Linked DNA regions of Arachis hypogaea: region 2 is linked to region 1. The links are chromatin contacts, called in public Hi-C maps. All regions are on one chromosome and are shown on one strand. Each heading gives the region's core, a stretch centred on a gene start, on an enhancer-like site or on the middle of the called end of the contact. The rest is flanking DNA. Distances are from core to core; before and after follow the strand shown. Region 1 holds the start of LOC112791126. Region 2 has its middle 21 kb from the start of LOC114927527.

The links. A called contact is a pair of places that touch in the nucleus more often than the background predicts.
Region 2: a contact with region 1 is called in a Hi-C map of leaf, with 4 times the contacts expected there. The contact joins the enhancer-like site here to the promoter of LOC112791126 in region 1. A contact is called at or near these places in 2 of 8 Hi-C or Micro-C datasets (both in leaf).

What each region holds. Positions count from the first base shown.
Region 1 is chr3:120,691,020-120,696,663 of arahy.Tifrunner.gnm2.J5K5, reverse strand. LOC112791126 reads left to right here and starts at 1,544. Exons shown (of 5, transcript XM_025833845.3): 1 at 1,544-2,123; 2 at 2,626-3,127; 3 at 3,246-3,450; 4 at 4,728-5,225. The coding sequence starts at 1,778.
Region 2 is chr3:120,789,366-120,794,636 of arahy.Tifrunner.gnm2.J5K5, reverse strand. No RefSeq gene overlaps it. Among protein-coding and RNA genes, the nearest start is that of LOC114927527, 21 kb to the left of the region's middle. Within about 2 kb of position 3,141, at least 2 of the 3 cell types and tissues checked have open chromatin away from gene starts, as enhancers often do.

The sequences.
Region 1 (5,644 bases), core at 295-2,794:
AGTGGCAAACGGATTAACTCGTTCTACTCCACTACCCTACACTTTAATTTATAATATATATATCCTTCTCATTTTTGTTTCTATGTAATCTTATGATAAGTAATTAAAGAATCTCATATTTCAAAATAGCTAGTTTATTTTATTATATTTTGTTTGTTTTAATACTCCAAATAATATAATTTTTATAGAGAATGGGACATAAAACTCAAAAAAAAAAAGATAGAAGGGTCCTAAAAAATGTAATTTTAACAAAGTCTACATAAAAATTTAAAGAGATACATGAGGAAAAAAATGACATTCCAATTAAAGTTCATATTTTTGTCATACTAATTTATATGTACAAGCATTCGCTTTTCAGAATTTATGATAAATATTCCAATTATGTAATTTATTGCAATATACTTTAATAACCAAAACTAATACTTTTATGGAAAAGTATGAGGAGCCAATGAAATATTTATACAATGTGTACAATGGAGGTTTATGAAGTATTAGATATATAATTATTAGTGTTACATTTTTCCTCAGCTGAATCTTTTGGGATGAGTGGTATCATGCATGGTATTAAAGCGCTAGATCTAAAAGGTCAAGAGTTCGATCCTTGGTTACACATTGTACAAATAGTCCATTTTCTCCCTAGCGGAATCCTACTTTTATAGAGTGCAATTCGACAATTTTTTAAAGGCAATAGAAACTTACTACTATTTTAGAATATACTTTTATACACATTATTCATTTACCTAAAATTTATAGTCATGTCCAAATCTAACAAAATACTTTAGAATTCTACTCTAATTACCGTACAGTTACCTAAATTTGTACTATGACACTAAAAAATTACTTTTGTGATCTCTTAGACTTTGTTTAGTTAGAAGGAAAAAAAGAGAAAAAAAAATAAAAAAAGAAAAAAAAGAGTAAAATTTTATTTTTCTTAAATATATTAAGATAAAAAAAAATAGTATATAATATTATGAAAGAATAATTTTATTTTTATATATTTTAAAATAATTAAAAATAGAAAATAATATTAAAATATTAATACTAAATATATTTTCCTTTCATTTTCCATCGAATATACGGAGGAAAAAAATTTCAAGAATTCTACCTACTTTTTTTATACTATTCATTTTCTTTAAATTTTTTTATTCAACCAAACAAAAAAATAGCTATTTTTTAATTTATTTTTTTCTTTTTTTCCTTAGTCTCATTTTCACTTCAAATAAACACACCCAATAGACCTTCACAAATCATTTGATCCTCCTTTGTAATAGAGATATCCGAATTCAGCTTAATAAAGGAAGTGTTTGGGGGAATCCGATAAATTTATTTTTCAACAAATCATCCAACCTTTTCTCTTATCCAAATTATCTTCTCATGTACTTAAATTATACTCTTTAACTAAATGTACAGACAAATAATAGATTTTATCTTTATCTACTGCCTTGTCTCTCTTAATAATAATAATAATGATAATAATAATAGTAATAATTATAAAAGAAGAAGAAGAGTGCATTTAACAAGCAACTAACCGCCTAAGGAAAGAGAAATAAAACCTTAGGTTGGAATTGAAAATCAAAATCTACAAGAGTTTCGCCACGCGGCTTATGCTACCCATAATATAATATAAATGTAAAATAATGTATTAAATGTCAACTAAAAATATGTATAATATCCATATATAAGCTAAGGTTTGCAACTCTATAAAAGCCGTCTCGTTGCTCCCATCTTCTTGTGAGTGTGTTGTTTTCAATTCTTGAATCATTGTTTTATTGTCAACATGGAGGTTGAGAAGACGTTATTAGCAGAGAAACCCATATTTATTGAACCAAGCATTATTGATAATGATGATTGGGTAGTTTCATCCAAATCAGAAACGAGTAACGTTGATTTGTGCAACCATTTTGAAAGCTTTAAGATGCTTGTAAAGATGGAACTACCATGTAATAATAATGAATCTGTTGAGGAAAAGCTTCGTTGGCTTAGATCTCAGATGATAGGTAACGCTGCTGAGTTCTATTCTCCATTTGGAAGAAGAGAACTTGTATATGCTGATCACACTGCTTCAGGTCGCAGCCTTCAATACAATGAAGATTTCATCATCAAACATGTTCTTCCTTTTTATGGTATGTATGTTCGCACAATTCCTTTCTATATATATGCACATCTATCGATCACTTAAAGAACCTGTATTTCATCAATCAACAATTTCTCAGGAAAAAAAATTAAATAAAATAACAATTGTCTTGTTTGAAATTATTAAACCCCAAGTTTAAATATAATTTTTGTTATAAATCATATAAGTAAAATGATCGTGTCAAGTTGTTTTTATGTGAACAAAATAACTAAGAAGAAAATGTTAGGTGAATAAATTATTTTTTTATTAAATTTAATTAATTTTTTTATGCTTTTTTTGTTTTTTAACTAAAATTTTTAATTATCACAATCTTGAAGTTATTTGACTAAGATTATAGAATTGAAAATTATTAGTATTAACTATTTTTATTAGAGTGTGGTCTGGTACAAAAATAACTTTTACGTGAGTAACTACTAATTAAAAATTAGGTTAATAAAACTATGTTTATGAATATTTAATAACAATGAGTGGTATTTAATTCGTGTGTATAGGCAATACTCACACGTGTGACAGTTATGTGGGAAGTAGAAGCACAAGAATTTTGCATGAAGCAAGCGAGTACATTAAGGAATGCTTAGGAGGTGGTGAAGAAAATGCAATCATATTCTGTGGTTCGGGGACAACCGCAGCCATCAAGAGGCTCCAAGAAGTAATGGGCATCGCGGTGCCCTCAATTCTGAGAGAAAGGGTGGTAAAGAGCCTCAGCAAAGAAGAAAGATGGGTTGTGTTTGTGGGACCCTACGAGCACCATTCCAACCTGCTTTCATGGCGGCAAAGCTTGGCCGAAGTAGTTGAGATTGGCCTCGATGATGAAGGCTTGCTAGACATGGATGCCCTTAAGCTACAACTTGAGGCCTACAAAAATACCAAAAGACCATTGTTGGGATCTTTCTCTGCTTGTAGCAATGTCACCGGGATAAACTCCGACACACCAGCCATTGCTCGCCTTCTTCATCAATACAACGCCTTTGCATGCTTTGATTTTGCAGCAAGGTACGCAGTCTCTTCATATAAATATGATAGTCAAAATATGTACACATATTATATTAAACAATACAGTTTAATTAAACATGTCATAGTATCTAATAAATTCATGAACCAATGTATATAGTGGGCCATATGTGGAGATTTGCATGAGGAGAGAGGAGAGGGATGATTGGTATGATGCGGTGTTCTTGAGTCCGCACAAGTTTGTTGGTGGTCCTGACACGCCGGGGATTCTCCTCATGAACAAGGCACTGTACCGGTTGAATTCTTCGCCACCCTCCATTTGTGGAGGTGGCACTGTGAATTATGTCAACGGCTTCGACGAGAAGGTATGTATAATTAAAAGTAAAATCATGACTCTCTTGTTCTTAAGTTTTAAAATATATTTATGTTCTAAAATTCCACGTTAAGATTATAAGATAATTTTTTTTATTAAAAATATAAATAATTTAAATTATTTATTTATTTATTAAATAAAAATATTTAACATTTTTTATTAATTATAAATTTATGATGTGTCTTTAACTAAATTCTATTTATTATTCATAATGGCAACCTGATCCACCGACGACGAACTTGATATGATTGGCCTACATTAGCAATGAATAAGACGTAAAGTATCACGCTGTGTGTGTATTTATGGTTTTTCAATTAATGCTAGTATGGAGACCAAGCTGCGGTAGAGAAGGGGAGACGCCCTCACAATCAATGATAATATTATCAAGTCATTGTCTTCGATTTTATCATCGTCAGAGATAAAATTAGATTAACTTTAATAAGATGTATGGAGTAATTAAACACATAACTAGCTATAGCTAGCTGTGAGATTTTTTTTAAATGTTAAATCTTATTTTATTTTCAAACCTTTTTTTTTTCAAAACATTCTAAATTCCAGATTTGATTTACCAACCAAATAATAATATATTTAAAATCCAAACAAGTTGAATGGGCTCTATATAACTCAATATATATTATGCCTGATAAATTGATAAGAGAAATAATTGAACTTTTCCTTTTCATGAAGTTATTCCAATATGCTTCCTAGAATATGATTGACAATTGAGGGTCAACGAAATTGATGCTTGCATGTCAACTAGTGTACAGTGTTTGTGTACAAATTGAATTTCTAATCTATTACTTAAAGTACCTATATGGCGTATATATTCTCCTGAAATTGGTTATAATTGTTACTAATATGCTGTAAACACCAACTCGTTTCCACCATTTTACACTTAACATCATTTTCTCATGGTCAACTTTGAAATTTCATTATCAAGATATTTGAATACTACCGAGCTAGACAAATATTAAATGGAATATGATATTTAAATAGTATAGACACTCAACTTAATTTAATTCAATAGGTGAAAACTTAGTTGCAGTCGACTTCATGTGAAGTTGATAGTTGAGAGCTGTTAGATGAAAATTTAGTCAAATCAATCAAATCATCTAACAACTCTGGGTTATCAACTTCACGTTAAGTCAACTGCACCTGAATTTTCACCAATCTAATAACTAAAATTGGGAAACTTTTGTATGTAAAATAGATACTACACATAAATACAAAAATTGAAATGTTAAAAAATAGATATTATTATTGATGCAGGATACGTTATACTTGGAGAACATAGAAGAAAGGGAAAATGGGGGCACCCCTCCAATAATCCAAACAGTAAGAGCAGCCTTAGCATTTTGGGTGAAAGAATATATTGGCTACAAAGAGATTGAAAGAAGGGAACAAATATACATTAACAGGGCACTTAAGAGGCTCATCTCAAACCCTAACATTAAGGTTTTGGGAAACAAAAGCACCAAAAGACAAGCTATTTTGTCCTTTGTGATTTATTCTACCACCAATTCCTCATCAACATGTTGGGGCAACGATCAAAACCAAGAAAATAGTAATGAAGAGGAACTTAATTTGTGGGAAGAGATGGGGAACAAAAGGGGTAAATTACTTCATGGACCTTTTGTTGCAACATTGCTCAATGACCTATTTGGCATTCAAGCTCGTGGTGGGTGCGCTTGTGCTGGACCTTATGGCCACCATTTGCTCAATATCAGCAAACCTCAATCTCTTGATGTTAGGTCAGCCATTCAACAGGTAAATAAATTAACACAAAATATTATTTACATATTAAAATTATTCATTAAAATTAGTTATTATAAATATATATATTAAAAATATATTTTATATTTTAATATATATTTTAATTTTAATAATTAATTTTAATGCATATCTAATATAATTAATAAATTAAACATATATTAAATGTACACAAAAGAATATCTACTAATATAAATTAATTATTTGTATAAAATATATATATTAAAATATAAAATATATAATAAAAATAAGTTAAACAAAATATATATTTATATATAAATATATTGTGAATAATTTAGTAGTTTAGTTTTTATATATCATACATAACATTTTTTATTTTTTAAATCATTATATATTATATATGCAGCTCAAGAAATTTCCATACTTCATTTATTTATACTGATGGATATCATTAT
Region 2 (5,271 bases), core at 1,892-4,391, 96 kb before region 1:
CTGTACCAACGACTTGCAGTGTCTAAATACTACAATACATGGATAGAAGCTCTAAAAAATGTGATGAAGAACTCTTACACCTTGAACCTCCTCACTTTCACGATAAACGGGGAGCGTTTTTATTTGAACACGACACTTTCGCATCTTTGCAGTCATTACTTTCAACCATACTGGCAGAGTCTGGTAAGAAACTTCCCAATCACCGAAAATTTTTACTACAGATTTTTGCTTTACCAACCAAGCCTTGCGGTAACTTACAGTGTAGTTGAACTTGGATTGAACTTCTGCAATAATAGACTTCACCTTTTATCGACGAGTCTGCTTCAACCAACGGCTTAATAGCATCTACAATTGTGTCTGAGTCCAACTTGGCATGATCTTGTGAAATCGTCTCCATGGTGCACATGTGTTTACCATTGTATCTCCTGATCTCCCAACAACCTTTCTTTCAAATCAAGCTAACTCAGATAAGCCAATCGCACCCTATACCATAATCCTTGCATTTTGTATAGAATGTCTGCGGTTCAGACTCATACACAGTGTAATCAACTCCTCTAAAGATAGTGTAGCTTTTGATTGTAGATATCACAAACTCTCTAGAACAAAATTCCATTCCGACACTAAACTCACCATTTTTCGCGCAACATTACCTTCACATATGACACGCAAACCACCGTTAGTCGGTCAAAGCAAATAAAAGAAATGGCAATGGTAACTTTAATTAATAACTATAACATACCTATATTTGCATACTCAGGAAATTCTGAGGCATGCATATTTGCGAGATCCAGAGTTCGTATAAAAGACGGAACACTAAAGAGGTGCTGGTTTACAATCACATCTGTTTCATTTTGCACCGCCGGATTGTCTGCTAGGTCTCCGTCATTGTTTTTATCATCGACTTCGTAGTTCGCTTCGAACTCCCCTTCACTATCGTTGTTATCTTCTTCCCAACCTATATCCCCGAGCCATCAACATTGATCTCCTCATCAACCGCGTCTAGCCCCGTATGCTGTTCAAACTTAACATACAGTTCTATCAACGACACATGAAATCAGGTTTGTTGATAAATATAGAATATTTGTTGCATAAATGCGTCACCAGTGATGGACATTATTTGAAACTGTGTCAACCTATCAAATACTTGTACATGATTTTTGTATAAAATGTTGTTCACCCTCTTCAAAATGTGATTTTGTATGTTCTCACAAAGACCATTTTGCAACTTTACAAAACTCATGGTGCATGAAATAGCAAATGAAAACAGACATTCACAAACAAAAGTCACCATTTCGTGTGTGTTTGATAAAATCTCACCGTTATAATACAGTCGCAATTTTGCAATACCTTTTATAACCCCAACTTTATCTAACTCAACTTTTTTTGACACAATTAATTGCTAAAAAAACTTACAAATATGAAATATATGAAAAAAAGAGGAATAGAAATGAAAGTGAGGTACAAATCCATATGAATTGAGTTTAATATTTATAAGCAATATCCTCAATTAAAATATTTTTTTTGTACAAAATACAAGCTGTATTTTACAGTTTTTGATAAAAAAAAATTTATACATTTAAAACGTAACTTGTGTTTTACTATTTTAAAAAAATTAAAAAAAAGCCAATCCAAAACGCAACATGCATTTGAATTATTTGTTTTATATATAAAGAAAACAAAGTGAAAAAGTAAAATGCAGATTGCAGTTTTGACTAACACCATAATCAAGTACGGACCCAGTCACAACTACGAGAGGGCATTTGTCTCTACAGTATTTTCAATTTTTTTAAAAAAAATAATTATATATAATGTGTCCTATTTCAAATTTTAGATGAGTCAACTATAAATAAATTAAATTTAATTGGCTAAAATCTTAAATTTATTTTTTTATTATTTTGACTATTATTTAACCTAATCAAATTTAATTCTTGTGTTACCACTTTTTTATTCTTTTAAATTCTCTTATTTTTTATATTTTTAACTTTCTTTTTCTATTCCTTATCTAGTTGTCATATTCTCTTCATCAAAATATAAATTTCAAATTCTTCATGTTTTTTTATATAACCCTCCACGATTCTATGTATCTTTTAATTTCATTGTTTCTCTTTTTGATATTATCAATTGCAAATTTTAATTCAAATAATTATAGTATAAATATTAATATAATATTTTATTCTTTTCATGATTTTATATATTTTATTTTATTCTTGATTTATTCATTTTTATTATTTATTATTTATTTTTTGTTCTATTATATGTACCTATGTTATATATAAAATTTTAAAATAAATTGATTAATTTATTAATTTAGAATATATTTTTTTATTTTAGAAATAATAATAGAAAAATATTTTAATTACAATATATAATTAAATAGATGTATAAAATCTTTCATCTAATATTATATTAAAATTAAATTAAAAAATATATAACAAATTTAATTATTTAAAAAAAAGAAAAAATTGTAAATTAAGTTTTTGTTATTTTATATAAATATACTTTTTATATACAGATTAATTTTTTGGTATTTATATATAATTTTAGTTTTAAATTATAAATATTAGTGTATTATTAGGCGCTAATGTGTCAATTGATTCAATCTTTTATTATTAAATATATATTAAAAAAATTAGTTAGAATAATAAATTATTTATAGTTTAACTAAGATGTTTTAAGTTTAAATTTTAAAAATAAAAAATATTTTTTTATAAATTATATATAATAAATAATATATATTTTGAGAATGAAAATATTTATTAACTCTTTTTAATTTTTATATCTCTATATAATTAATAATGTTTAATAAAATTTATTTTAGTATATATATTTTTATCTCATTTTAAAAAATTTTTGAATTTATTACTGATTATAATAATATAAATATTTTATATACGTTTATTTAGTTGAATTATACCATAATTATTTTTATATGAAAAAAATAACCTAGATACAGAAATTCTATTTTTTTTTTTAAATAAAATTACGTTGTAGGACTCGTGATATGTAGAACTAATAATTAGGTAGTTTGGTCTGGTCCATGCTGCTGTTACATATGTAAGAATAGTCTCTCCTACTATAGGCTAGGCATAATTATTGCAATACAGATAGCAAAAAGCCTAATAAGTTAGGAAAAATTGGTAAAAATATCTATTGTTTTTCTTCTTGTCCGGTAGTATGTGTCCAGAGACCAGAGAAGTCACGGGTTACATCTACACTCAAATCTTTCGCAATTGTGCATTATGAAACTTTCTGGTTTCTTACAGGAAAAGCCTGAAACTTATATTTTCACGTAAAGGATCAAATTAGTGCTTCAAAAATTATTTATTTTTTAAATTAATTTTTGAAAATTATTTTAGTTAAATTTATTTTTAAAAAATTTAAATTAATCATATTAGTTTATTTATTATTTTATTGTTAATGGCGTTAGAATTTATAGATATAATATGTTAAATAATAACACAATACACATTTAATAATTTTAATTGATAAATAATATAATAAATTTATAAAATTAGATTAAATCAATTTTAAATTGAAAGATTTTAATATTTTAAAGTCTTTTTAATTAAATTTTAATTTGATCTAATTTTATAAATTTATTATGTTAATAAAAATTAAAATTTCTAATGTATATTGTAATGTCATTAATGTGTTACATTAGTAAATTTTAATATACTTAATAAAATAAATGACAAAAAAATTAATGTGATTAATTTAAAATATTTTAAAAATAAATTTAATTAAAAAATTCAGGATCAATTCAAAAAATAAGTGATTTCTCATAAATGAATTTAACAAGTTATTTTGTATTGTCAACACCACTGCTACTGCATTCATCAATCATTGGAACCGTCTAGATTTTCCCCGCATAAAAAAAGGCTAGCAACTTATTAAATTTTTTTAATTTTCTATAATGAGATCTGAGAATTTTAACAGATTTTTCAAATAAATATTCCAAACCCTAATGACTCCAATATATAAGTAGGGATGTTTGCGGTACGGTTTGGTTCGATTTTTAAGAAAAAAATCATCCGATTCGAATATCTAATTGAACTGCGGTTCGGTTTGATTCTTTTTTTTTATCGAAACTATCCGAACCAAACCAAACTAATTAAAATCGGTTTGATTTGATTCGGTTTGTTCGAATTTTTCAACCAATTAAAAAAATACTATCGTACTATTTCACAAAGTAATAACATTGAAATCGACCAACACAAATACACAATAACTAACAAAGTTTTGCTCTAATGAAATTTAACGACAAAAAGAATTTAAATACAACAATTAAAAAAGTTTAAAAATTCAACAGTCAACACAATTGAAAATAAAAATAAAATTCTATTAAAAGATAGACAAGTTATGGTGTCTTCTCGAATAAAACAGCTAAACTTCTTAACGCAAACCAACCTGAAATAAAAAAGCAATTACATAAATCAATAAACAGCAATGATTAAAATAATTCAACAAACAGAACATTACCTAACAAACAACAAACAATGAATCCACAAACAGCAAGTCAGCAACAAATTGGGTTAAAAATACCAATGCTGAGTATAATTTAACCAAATTAACAATGAATCAACAAGTTAGCAAGTTAGCAATAAAGTAAACAATACCAATGCTGTGTTAATGTTGCAAGTGTGAAGAATGCATGAAGTTAGTCCCACATCAAAGAAGAAAAGGAACAGTGATGAGTTTATAAGATGAGAGACCCATTAACTTGACACCTTAAGGTTTTGAATTGGATATGGTATTTTCTTATCTTATGTTCTCTCGCTTGATTCCTCCCCGAAATCTCTCATGTTGGGTATCAGAGCCTGGTTAATCAGTTTGGTGGTTTTAAGGGGTATTCAAGGTAAAGCATCAAAAGTCTTCCCGACAAAGGTAGTCCGAACAGCGTGTTTTGCGATGGTGGAGCTAGGGGAGTTGATGTTTGATGTGGAGGTTCACACTTGAGAGAGAGATTGTTAATGTTGCAAGTGTGAGAAATGCATGAAGTTAGTCCCACATCAAAGAAAGTAAAGAAGAGTGAGGAGTTTATAAGATGAGAGACTCATTAACTTGACACCTTAAGATTTTAAGTTAGATGTGGTGTCTTATCATCTTATGTTCTCTCACTTGATTCCTCCACGAAATCTTTCCGGTGGTCGAGAGCTCTCTACGGTTGGCCACAACAACAATGAATCAATGATTTAACCAATTACATACCGGCTTCGTGGTGGGAGACTGGGAGGAACGTGGGTTCGCCGCGCCGCCGTGAGAGGAGAGCGC